Regions from separate parts of the Danio rerio genome. Here region 1 is linked to region 2. The links are chromatin contacts, called in public HiChIP or PLAC-seq maps. All regions are on one chromosome and are shown on one strand. The core of a region is the stretch at or near the end of the contact, and the rest is flanking DNA. Distances in the headings are between cores, read along the strand shown. Region 1 holds the start of u2af2b (U2 small nuclear RNA auxiliary factor 2b). Region 2 holds the start of shisa7b (shisa family member 7).

Region 1 (5,880 bases), core at 2,959-5,458, 80 kb after region 2:
AAACTTTCCTTACGGAGCTTCTTCACGGGACTCCACACTTGTAAACAATCGCTCCATCGGGCTCGTGACTCGTTAGTGCTACCAAGCCGACCAATTACAGTGCTTGCGCTACGCGTCGTTGTGACGTGTAGTTAATTTTTTTAAAAGGTGTGCATTAGCGACGCTGACTGCCACGGCAAAGGGCTATGTGTTAACGCGTAGGCTGCACCCTAGCATACGCGTGCACTTGACGCAGAAATATAAATCAGCTTTAAGCCTCTGTCATGCATGTGGGAACGGTGGGCGGGAAGAATGAGCTCATTTGCATTAAAAGCACAGGCAACAAAAACTGCTACAATATCCTAACAGCCCAAATTTCCCAGATTTAAAAAGGTATAATAAATAATCTGATGGGTGCATTAAGCTGAAACTTTACAGACACATTCTGGAGACAAAAGATTTATATTAAATCTTGTAAAAGGGTTAAAATAGGTGCCCTTTAAGAGAGCTTAATTGTATCCGTGTAGATATACAATGAATATTACACAGTGTTGTTTTACATTTGACAATTAAATTTGTGTATCTGAATTAGGGCTGGACGATATGGCAAAATTTATCACGATATATTTCTTAAATTCAGTCGATACATTATAATTTTGATATCTATATGGACAATATTAAAAAGCCAGGAAAAAACTAGCAAGACAAGACAGCACAGCACACAATGGATGTCTGTACCCACAAATGTCTGCAAACTGAACTTGCAAAGTCTATCATAACATCCAGGCCCTTATTACCTTTTTTTTTATAACTTTAAATAAAAACTGTACAAAAATGAATGTTTCCTTTTTATTCGTATTTATTTAGCCTTTACAAACAAGAAATGTGAAATAGACTATCAAATAAATCAAACTCTAAGACCCAGCTTGTCTAATAATGTCTAATAATTACAGAATATTAATGATGATGAAAATAACAATAATAGTTACAATGAATAACATTACTCATTAGATGCTGCTTTGAATGTGCTTGGATGTAAGTTATCTGCTATAAAAAGTCTGTTACTTTATGAAAAATACACTTATGGTTTGCATCAAACAAAAATGAAGCATTGCAGTAAGAAATATTTATTTCGCACTGCTGTTTTTTATACATGTCAATTTAATAATATTTCTGCTACAAAACAAACGAAAGACTAAAATAAATCATCCAATTTAATACTGAAAGCTGCAAAACAGTCATCAGTAACTAAATAAAAAAACATCTCAAGAAGGAACGGACAAACGAAAGTAAAGTCTCACTTCTATCGGATTCTATTGAATTGATTTTTTTGTTGATAGATTTGGCTTTCATCATTTAATATAACTATAATATCATATAATATAACTATAACTAAAAAAGTTCATCATTTAATAAAACATGATAGATTTTTGACAGGGGGGGTTTATTGGAATAAGAGACCATTTTTAAATTTAATTAAAAAGAAATTATATTATTATTATTATATTTGTAAAAAATGAAATGTTAAACATTCAATGTTTTCGACTGATTAGAAATGTTTATGATGCACAAAATTGAACTTAACTATTCAGAAAATGAAAACAGAAATAAATAAATCATAGGGCTCTTCTGCAGTTACAAGATGATCAGTTTTTTTTAATAATGACGAGTCATTCCTGGAAAAACAAATCCACAAATCTGTGTCTGTTGTAGGCATGGGCTGGTATAAGATAACGGTGTGATAACCTTGAAGGAAAAAAATAATAATAATCACAGTTTCATGGTATCATGATAACTGCTTTGAAAAAAAGTTCTTTCCAAATGTCTGGGTAAAAACAAACTTTTTTTTCCACTTTGAACACAGTATATTTTATTTTAAGAAACATTCATAATATTTTAAAACAGCAAACATGTCAGGCTAAATAACTCAAATAAATCATTGACTTCTGCTGTTTTTTTTAAGTTTCAATAACACAGATTTCTTTACAATACAAAGAAAAACACATAAAAAAAACCTTACATATCCGGTATAACAGAAAATCTTAGCAGTTTTAAAACCTTGAAACCGGTTACCATCCCATGCCTAGTCTGTGCATTTAAAGTGTCATGAGTGAAGGATGAAAGTGAGATACATTTCATGCACTGAAAACAAAGTTTCAAAAATTTTTTCATTCATCAGAATCCATTTAATTTTCACATTTTACCATGATTTACAGAAGAAACTAAAGTAAATATAGGAAAATAAAGATATTTTCATGTATAGCGGAAACGAGAATTATCAATAATTAAAATGGAGGTCCAAATAGGCATGGGCCGGTATAATATTGGATAAAAATAGCACGGTTTCATAGTATTGTGGCTATTTCTCTAAAATATATTATTTTTAAACGTCTGGGTAAAAAACTACAACTTTTTTTTTTTTTACCATTAGACAAAATATATATATTTATTTTTTAAGAATCATTTTAATTATTTTGCTAAACGTCAGGCTAAATAATTCAAATGAATCATTGGCTTCTGCTGTCTTCAGTCTTAAGTTTCAAAAACAGATTTCTTTACAATTTAAAACAGCATCTTCGGATATCTTTTCTGCTTGACTTTTCAAAACCGTGGTATACCTTGATAGCAGTTTTCGTCCCATGCCTAGGTCCAAATGATTCATTTCTTGCTATTTAAATTGTATACTTTGCCATTATATCTGAAGTATACAATGCTATTAGGGCTGTGCAATTAATCAAAAATTCTGATTAGATTTTGGCTTCTAACAATTATGATAAAACATTAATCGAGATAAAACGATTATTGCATCATATACCAGCCCCGTTCCAGTTGTACACATTTGTAGCTCTGCAAGCTCAGTTCCACATGAAAATTACTAAAAGCATTACTGTAATGCTGTACTGAAATGCAGTACTGTAATGTAACTTTTGCAGCATGGGATGCGCGCCGTTCATTGATGTACATTCACATCATTCATGCTTTTAAATGCGCAGAGGAGATTGCATGCTGTTATGTGTGCGCGCGCTAAGCCTCGGAGACGAGCAGAGTACACACATCTAAAGACATATTAATGTGAGCGCTTTAATGGTCAAATACATGCAAATTTGTGTCAAAATGCGGTGTTTAGTGATTATTTATATTAACCTTTATTTATGTGATAAACAAACGAGTTGAGAATCAAAAGACATGTGAAAGTGAAACTATTAATCAGAACCGTACTGCGCTTAAAGTGACAGCACACTATATTCCTGTCGACTGTTTTTATCATTAATCAAACAACAAAAGGGCGAAAATCTCTCACTGCTCTTGACTAAAGAAGTTTTTTTTTTCTTACAGTGAAGATGCTTAAAGCACAGTTTGTTTAATATTTTTATTCTATTATTTTTCCCCCTTATTTACAGGGAAGAAAATAACTATATATATATATATATATATATATATATATATATATATTAAGGGGGCTAATAATATTGATCATAAAATAGTTCTCAAAATATTTAAACCTGCTTTTATTCTAGCCAAAATCAAACAAATAAGACTTTCTCCATAAGAAAAAAATATTATAGGAAATACTGCAAAAAATTCCTTGCTCTGTTAAACATCATTTGGGAAATACTTATTAAAAAATAAATAAATTCACAAGAGGGCTAACAATTTTGACCAACTAAATCGTTTTGAATAATCGTGATTACAACTATGACCAAAATAATCGTGATTATGATTTTTCCCATAGTCAAGCAGCCCTCATTGCTATTATATGTCCTTTGTTTGCTCATCATTTCACACGTTACTTTCTATTTGTACTTTTTAATTACATTAAATACCTATAACAAGTGTGATTATTTTACAATACAGCTTATAAAAGTCATACACATATAGTAGTTTAATTACGTACAATAACACACGTGCAAAATTTAAATAATAGCATTTTAATAACTAAAATCTTGAATAAAAACTTAAAACATCCACAGACCAATTTTGCGCGTTCTTGCATCAGTTATGTTTAAAAATAACCAATAAAACGACCAACATTAGACGTATTGAGATAATTGCATTTCCGTACACATCGATACGTGAATTTTTCCCCGTAACTTACTATGTTACGCAGGTGAATGCTGTATAAATCAGTAAATGATGCACATCCATACTCACCTTGTTTATTTTCAGACAGCTGTCTCTCAAATTCATCAAAATCAGACATCCTGGTGTTTTGATCAAACTTCAGCTAACACGCCGTTTTCCTTAGATAGCTTTATTCCCGTCACACGCTATTACAGGAGACCAACTATAAAACGCAGATGTTTTAAAAATTTAACACAAGCATAAAGACTTTGCCGAAATACACCTATAACGTTATTTGCGCAGAGGTTGAAATAAACGCTTTGCTTGAGAAGGTTGTTAGCAGCTAATGCTAAACGGAACCACTGCGGAGCACGAATAAAAGGCTTGCGTCGATAATGTTTAAGATTTAACCATTTCGTTATAACGATTAGCCGTTTAGATGTATTTCCTGATACTCAAATTGAGCTAATAGTCCTTATTGATTGAGGTTAAGTGTAGCTCGTTTTGACCAAAGGGGCTAACCGCTTATTCCGCGTTGGCGGATGCGCTCATCTTTTCCTCACGGTAAAAACTCGCTGAACAAAAACACTGATGACATGCGACCCCTAAAGGCCCGGAGTGAAGGTTTAACCCAATTCAAGCGTTGTAGTCCTATCCATGGCTTTTTAAATATATTATCTTGCACATAAACTGGCCGAAGGACGCCGTGACGTGAAGCTAAAAATGGTTAATAACAGCAAGGAAACAAATAGTGATATGAAATCCCTGCTAAAAAATCCAGCTTAAACCAGCCTAGGCTGGTTGGCTGGTTTTAGCTGGTTGACCAGGCTGGTTTTAGAGGGTTTTTGGCCATTTCCAGGCTGGTTTCCAGCCATTTCCAGTCTGGTCTTAGCTGGTCAGGCTGGAAAATGACCAGCTAAATCCAGCTAAAACCAGCTTGACCAGCCTGGTTTAAGCTGGACATAGCTGGTTTTGGCTGGGCTCCCAGCCTGCTTAAGCTGGTAAAGCTGGTTTTAGCTGGTCATCTTCCAGCCTGACCAGCTAAAACCCGGCTGGAAATGGCTGGAAACCAGCCTGGAAATGGCCAAAACCCCTCTAAAACCAGCCTGGTCGACCAGATAAAACCAGCCAACCAGCCTAGGCTGGTTTAAGCTGTTTTTTTCAGCAGTGATATGTATATATATATATATATATATATATATATATATATATATATATATATATATATATATATATATATATATATCACAACAACAAAAGTTACAATGTTTAAACATGGTTTTAGCATTATATTTAACGTCAACGAAGTACTATAAGTCAGAAGCTCTATTTTCTGAATGAACCATGTCCTCAATAAAAATATTAGGTTTCCCTGCTAAAAAGAAAACAGCTTAAACCAGCCTTGACAGGTTGGCTGGTTTTAGCTGGTCGACCAGCCATAGTTTTAGAGGCGTTTTGGCCATTTCAAGCCTGGTCTTAAATGGTCAGGTAGAAAAATGACCAACAGAATCCAGCTTGACCAACCTGGTTTAGGCTGGACATAGCTGGTTTTAGCTGGGCTCCCAGTCTGACTAGGCTGGTCAAGCTGGTTCTAGATGGTCATCTCCCAGCCTGACCAGCTAAGACCAGGCTGGTAATGGCCTGGAACCCTCAAAAACCATGCTGGTTAACCAGCTAAAACCAGTCAATGCTGGTATAAGCAGTTTTTTTTTAGAGGGATTGCTTCTCTAACAAAAACAATCAACATCACTACAAAAAAAAAAAAAAAAAAAAAAAAAAAAACGCTCCAATATTTTCATGTTTATACACAACAAAAATTGTGTTGACAATTGTGGTATG
Region 2 (5,594 bases), core at 83-2,582:
GCCTTGGGAGACCAAAGCTGCCTTTAGGATTTTAAAGTGTTGGTCAGCAACAAGTCGTGGCACAAAAGAGCTTTGTGGTGTTATTTACAGATGAACAAAAGAAATGTAAACAAAATAAAAACGGAAGAATTTGACAAATTTTGACACACATGAATGCTGATGTTGACAATGCGCCATGGTTAGAAGTGACACAAGCCGTTGACAAACAAATACGCGCGTTTTTCTGTCACTTCACACCGACTTTTATTCGATTTAATTCTGAGGTGATTAGATTTTCAAGTCCAGGGAACTAAACTCAAGCTTTTTGCGCGTTTATACCTTCATTCAGACGTTATTTAGTTGACGCGCGCGCGCAGACTATACACACAGCAGCATCATGGCAGATCTTATGAAGGAAATTAACATTCCAGTGGCGGACGACACACGCTGTGCGACACCAATCTCTATGACATGTATCCATCCTCAAATCCGCATTCGTTACGAACATAGCGCATTTACCACATAACAAACGACTTCATTAACAGAAATGTAGCAAAAACCGCAAAGCACAGGTTGTAATGTGCGCGCGACCGATGTGTATGCGATCCTCGCGCACGCTGCAGCAGTAGCAGCATCAGATGGGAACAAAATGAAGGCACGTCTTACCTGCGTGTGTTGCAACAGCTGCCCGCTTCCAGTCTGTGGAAAATGACGCGGAAACCGAAAGAAATGTGACACAATAACCGTTCAAAGTTATTGATGCCGCTCTCTTGGCTGACAGCAAACTGAATGAGATGATGCAGCACGCGCAGTGTTCACAGAGATGGGGTCTTGCGCTTCTTTACAGCTCTTCTCGGTTCGTAGAAAAAAAGACGCAGTTTTGTGGCATTGGTGATTCGGAGGCGAATTAAGTCCCCAATCGTCCTGGGTGGTCTAGAAAAAAATGACAGTTTCAAAATATAGTTTTCATTGAGTCACAAGTCATAAAAAGGTGAAAGGATTGAGTGGACGTCTCCAATGATTAGCAAAAATATCGACCATGCGTGATTACACTCCAACGAGAAAAGAAATCGCATAATACTCCATGCATCCAGGTAAAAATAGGCTATTTGGCATATAAAACACTATTGACTATGCACAGTCTAATCCGTTAGCTTGCCAAATTCGTATACAACGGCTGATTAATTAGGCGCACCCGGTAATATCCGTTTCCACACTCTTTAAATGACCGTATTTTTCCCTTTCAACAAATTCAATGGGCTCCACACTCACTAATAGAGATCTACCTCCGCGCCACTGAAACGCGATTGCTCCCACAAAGGTCCGCTTCGCTCAGTTTACATCAATTGATTGGAGCGAGCAGATGCTTGCACGTGGTTTCATTTGCTAAATGCTGGAAATGATCTGCCAATCGTTGGCACGCGTTACTGGCGGAGAACGGCTTTTGTACGCGTGATGGTTTTTAGGGAAAATCAACTGACGCTCGCGCGCACACTGGCACGCGCTCCAGAGATTCTGTAGCGCGCTAGAATCTGTTAAAGACGGGCTGGGATTTAAGTTACTCGTTTTTGAGAAATGAGGAACAGATTGACAGAGGTCAAGTGTAACTCATAAATTCGAGGAACAGAAATGAATACAAAGTGTTGTGCCAGCGGTTGCTGTGGTTACCGCAGTATCACATGACAGTAATGGATCTCGATTGATGTCTTATTTCTACGATGAATCAAATGAAAGCAGTCAAGAACATGACAAGGGCAAACCCCAGTTTAAAATCAATAGGAAAAAGAAGAAAGTGTAGATATTTTGCTTTTTAAAGTAGTATAAAAGTAGATAGGAATCATTCCCCACCAATACTTCTGCAAATTACCTCAGTCATAAAGAAATGTAATTGCCTAAATTAAATTATTAAGTATTTCCCAGCCCAATTTTTCACTGGGTGAGTTTTTGGCTACTTGAATAATAATAAAAAAGAATTGTTTTGCAATTGTTTTAATGCTATTGAGGTGGACAGTGGTAATGTTAGGGTCAGGATTAGTGTTATGTTAAAGAAGTATAGGGCCAGCGTAATTTATTATATATTAAATTTTAATTGCATGTAGTTACATGCAGGTGTTTTTAAACAGAAGTACAGTAGAACTTTTATTTACACAGAAGGCACAAATTACAAGAATAAATATGATAACAGTTGTCAAAGATAAAGAGGGACTCATAAACCCTTTATTTGAACAATTTAACTTAATTTGACAGTAAAAAGAAACACTAAAAAAAAATCAAATGAGAATAACTATATGAATAAAAAAGGGAATACACAAAGTAGTTGGCCAGCAGTTTAATAAACTGTAATAATTGGAGTGGATGGTGTCTTGTCAATACAATTATGCCAGTATAATACATAACAAACCGTATCTTTTATTAGAGTGTGAAAGTATTATCATGCTATTATACAGTAAAATATCAATCTTATTCAGGTAAAAGCATACAAATGACATGTTTTTTTTTACATGATGTACTTCATTACATCACAATTTTGTAACACTTTATTATAGGGAATATTTCTCACTACTTCCCTGTTGCTTATAAACAAGCCTGTTATTGACACTGGGGCTGTTTATTAGTACTAATAAAGTACGTTTTCTGCACAATTATATTCTACATTCCACATCCAATTCAATAACTAAACTTAACTAATACCTTACTAACTATTAATAAGTTACAAATTAGGAGTTTATTGAGGCAAAAGCCATAGTTAAATAGTGAGAATTGAACTTTAAAATAAAAAGTGACCAAAATTTTGTCCTAAAGATTAACAGAGAATTAAAAAAAATGCAAAAATTAAAAGTAAATTAAATGGTCACTTTTTAAATAATGTGCAAAAGTCAATTTATAAAAAGGTATAATACAATTTTCACGCTCTTTTTTTTAAAGATAAAACAAAAAATATGGAAAATATTAAAAAAAGAAAATGATTTCAAGAAAAAAGCGTTAAATATTGATGCACCAACATTTTTGGCTGGCATAAATTATCCTGAAATTATCCCCAATGCCAAAAACGGCATTGTTTGTTTTCAGCCACTGGTTTTGAGCCAATGGCCTTGCTGCTTTCAATCTCCGTCCAGCTGTCGTCACTGCACTTTGTGTAGTAGCTTTCAAACTGGACACAGGATGCCCTGCACTACAAAACCCATTTATTTCAATAGGTTGCACTGACAAAGATGGTTTGCTGAGACAAGAACAACAACAGCGGAACACACCATCAAGTAGCCTGTGCATGCGTTACAGCCAAAGTTAAAAATGGCTCAATATTGTTTGCTCGGTGGATATTCTGCCCATTTACAATTCTCTGTAAATGGACCACTTATGGTCACTGCAAAAACAAGTCTGCTCAAATAATGCATCGACAAGACATTTGAATGTAGTATAATTGTTCCTGTTGCTTGCAATGCTATGCAAGTAAAAATTTTGCTTCTTAAATTTTTCAGTGTCAATAACATTTCTACTGTCAATAAAATGTGATTATGTGCTAAAATTTAAACAAATGAGCTAAATTTAATACGTCTTACAAATGTACTTTCAATTATTTAATAAAATAATAAATAATTATTACAAAGCATTTTGGTTGTGTTTTTTTTTTGCCCACATAATTTCTATTTGGGTGCATCAATGTGCAACAAAGCACAGCTTGAACTTGAAAGTTTCTGAAATAATGTGCTATGTGTATCAGACCTCTTTCAGTACTTCCTTAGATTTAGACAGACATATCTATTTTTGTTGATCTCAAACTGCCTCTATAATGTTCAAGTCTGGACTCTGTTGAGGCCATTTCATGAGTGCCTGTTTTTTTTCTTCTCTAATTATAATTTTGTGTGTTTGGCATCATTATCAGGCTGAAAAACAAAACCATTAGCAATGAGGAGCTTTCTAGAAGGAAAGGCGTAATGGATTAATGCCTGTCTGTACTTTTCAGCATTAACGATTCCATCAATTCAGACAACACTGCCAACACCACTGGCAGAAATACAGGACAAACCTGAGCCTCCAGCATGTTGTACTCATCCTTCAATCTTAAACAATTCAACCAAATAAATGGCAACTTCATCTTCTATTTGAATTCTAATAGCGAGAATGAGAAATAATTATATACGAATTGTTGACATGATGCTTAATTTGACATGAAAACATGAAATAGGATTGTCATCATTTAAAATGAGGTAAATGGTTAAATGTTTCTTTATTTTCCACGGACCTCTTTTTGTGGAACTGTCCTACTGTGGGACTGTCTCAACCATAGTTCAGTAAATTACGTGCCTAAAGGAGTGGCTATTTTAGTAAATCAGTCATTTGTTTTGCAACCATAGATTTCTAAAAACAGGAACTAAAAATTTCGTCACTGAAAACCATGTCCTCTGGTGTGCCACTAAATACACATTTTAAATCAGACAATTCCACAAAAAACTTTACTTAGTTGAAGGACCCCAATTTAAGATCATGTGACTGAAGCCCCCAGTGAAACCCATGACGTGCACCTGTAGAACTTTTTTTTGTGCCTCTACAACATTTTAAGGCACCTTTGGTGTGACTCTTCTACTTACTGAAAAATATTCAACAAGTCCAAAACGTCATGAAGAGATAAAAAAAAGAGATTCATAATTTCATATAAAGCAACTAGCACTATAATAAGATTGAAGATTCCATTGAAGTTCAATCACTCTCATGCTATTTGTATATCAATTTTTTTCTGCTATGTCACAGTATAGGATATATTTACGATACATTTCAGCAAAAATGCTGAAAAACAGTAAAAGATTTGATAAAGTTAGTGGCTCCATATATTTTCTCAAACTTTAGACTTCAAAAAATATACATATGTCTATTTTTTCCTCAAAAATGGTGTTTAGCAAACTAAGTTTATTGCCTGTTTGTCAACTACACATACGCTCATTTAACAACATGTATAATGGCAGAACAAAACTTTAGCACATGCTTGTTCAAACTACTTATTTAAAGGTGCAGTATAAGTGACACCCAAAGGTTGAACTAGGTATTGCACAACTTCTTCAAAACAAACGCATGCGCAGGTTGCCAGATTGACGACTGCAACAGCAGTGTGCCTAACTATCGAGCCTAAACGCTGATTCAAGGCTGAATTAAACCGTGTTCTGAATAAAAGCAACGGCACGCGACAGAAGGAATATTTTTCCATATTAAAAGGAGTATTGAAAGTTTTTCAATACTCCTATGGCTTTTCAATACTCCTAATGAAGTTGGATATTGATCTTGTTACCAGGAGGAAGGAGGCAAAGAACTGACAACATTTTTTAAAGGCATTTATTAATAAAATGCACAGCAGCTCCTCAAGGAGAAACTGTGTTGGAGTGATGTTCACTTTATATGGCTACTAAAAACATACATTTGGCTGTACAAACATAGCCAATATGGCTTTGTTTTTGTCTAAACCAACATGTGAATTGTATATTTTAGAAACAGCTTCTATGTCTTACAGCTGAACAACAGGATAAATAACAATGCTCACCTCAGGTCCACCTCATGTGCTTTATTCAGTGTTAAATGCTAATAATGTGAGTTTGAATGCCATTTCACATCACGATTATTGCCAT

The links. HiChIP or PLAC-seq counts read pairs in DNA pulled down with a chosen protein or histone mark.
Region 1: an H3K4me3 HiChIP or PLAC-seq map of gastrula embryo shows a contact between it and region 2, with 2.3 times the contacts expected there. The contact joins the promoter of u2af2b here to the promoter of shisa7b in region 2. A contact is called at or near these places in 2 of 4 datasets of contacts at active chromatin or transcription factors (embryo and gastrula embryo).

Annotation. Positions count from the first base shown.
Region 1 is chr19:11,415,602-11,421,481 of GRCz12tu, forward strand. u2af2b (U2 small nuclear RNA auxiliary factor 2b) reads right to left here and starts at 4,209. Exons shown (of 13, transcript NM_205689.1): 1 at 4,132-4,209. The coding sequence starts at 4,180.
Region 2 is chr19:11,338,297-11,343,890 of GRCz12tu, forward strand. It overlaps shisa7b (shisa family member 7), which reads right to left and starts at 1,333. Exons shown (of 5, transcript XM_073931530.1): 1 at 1-1,333.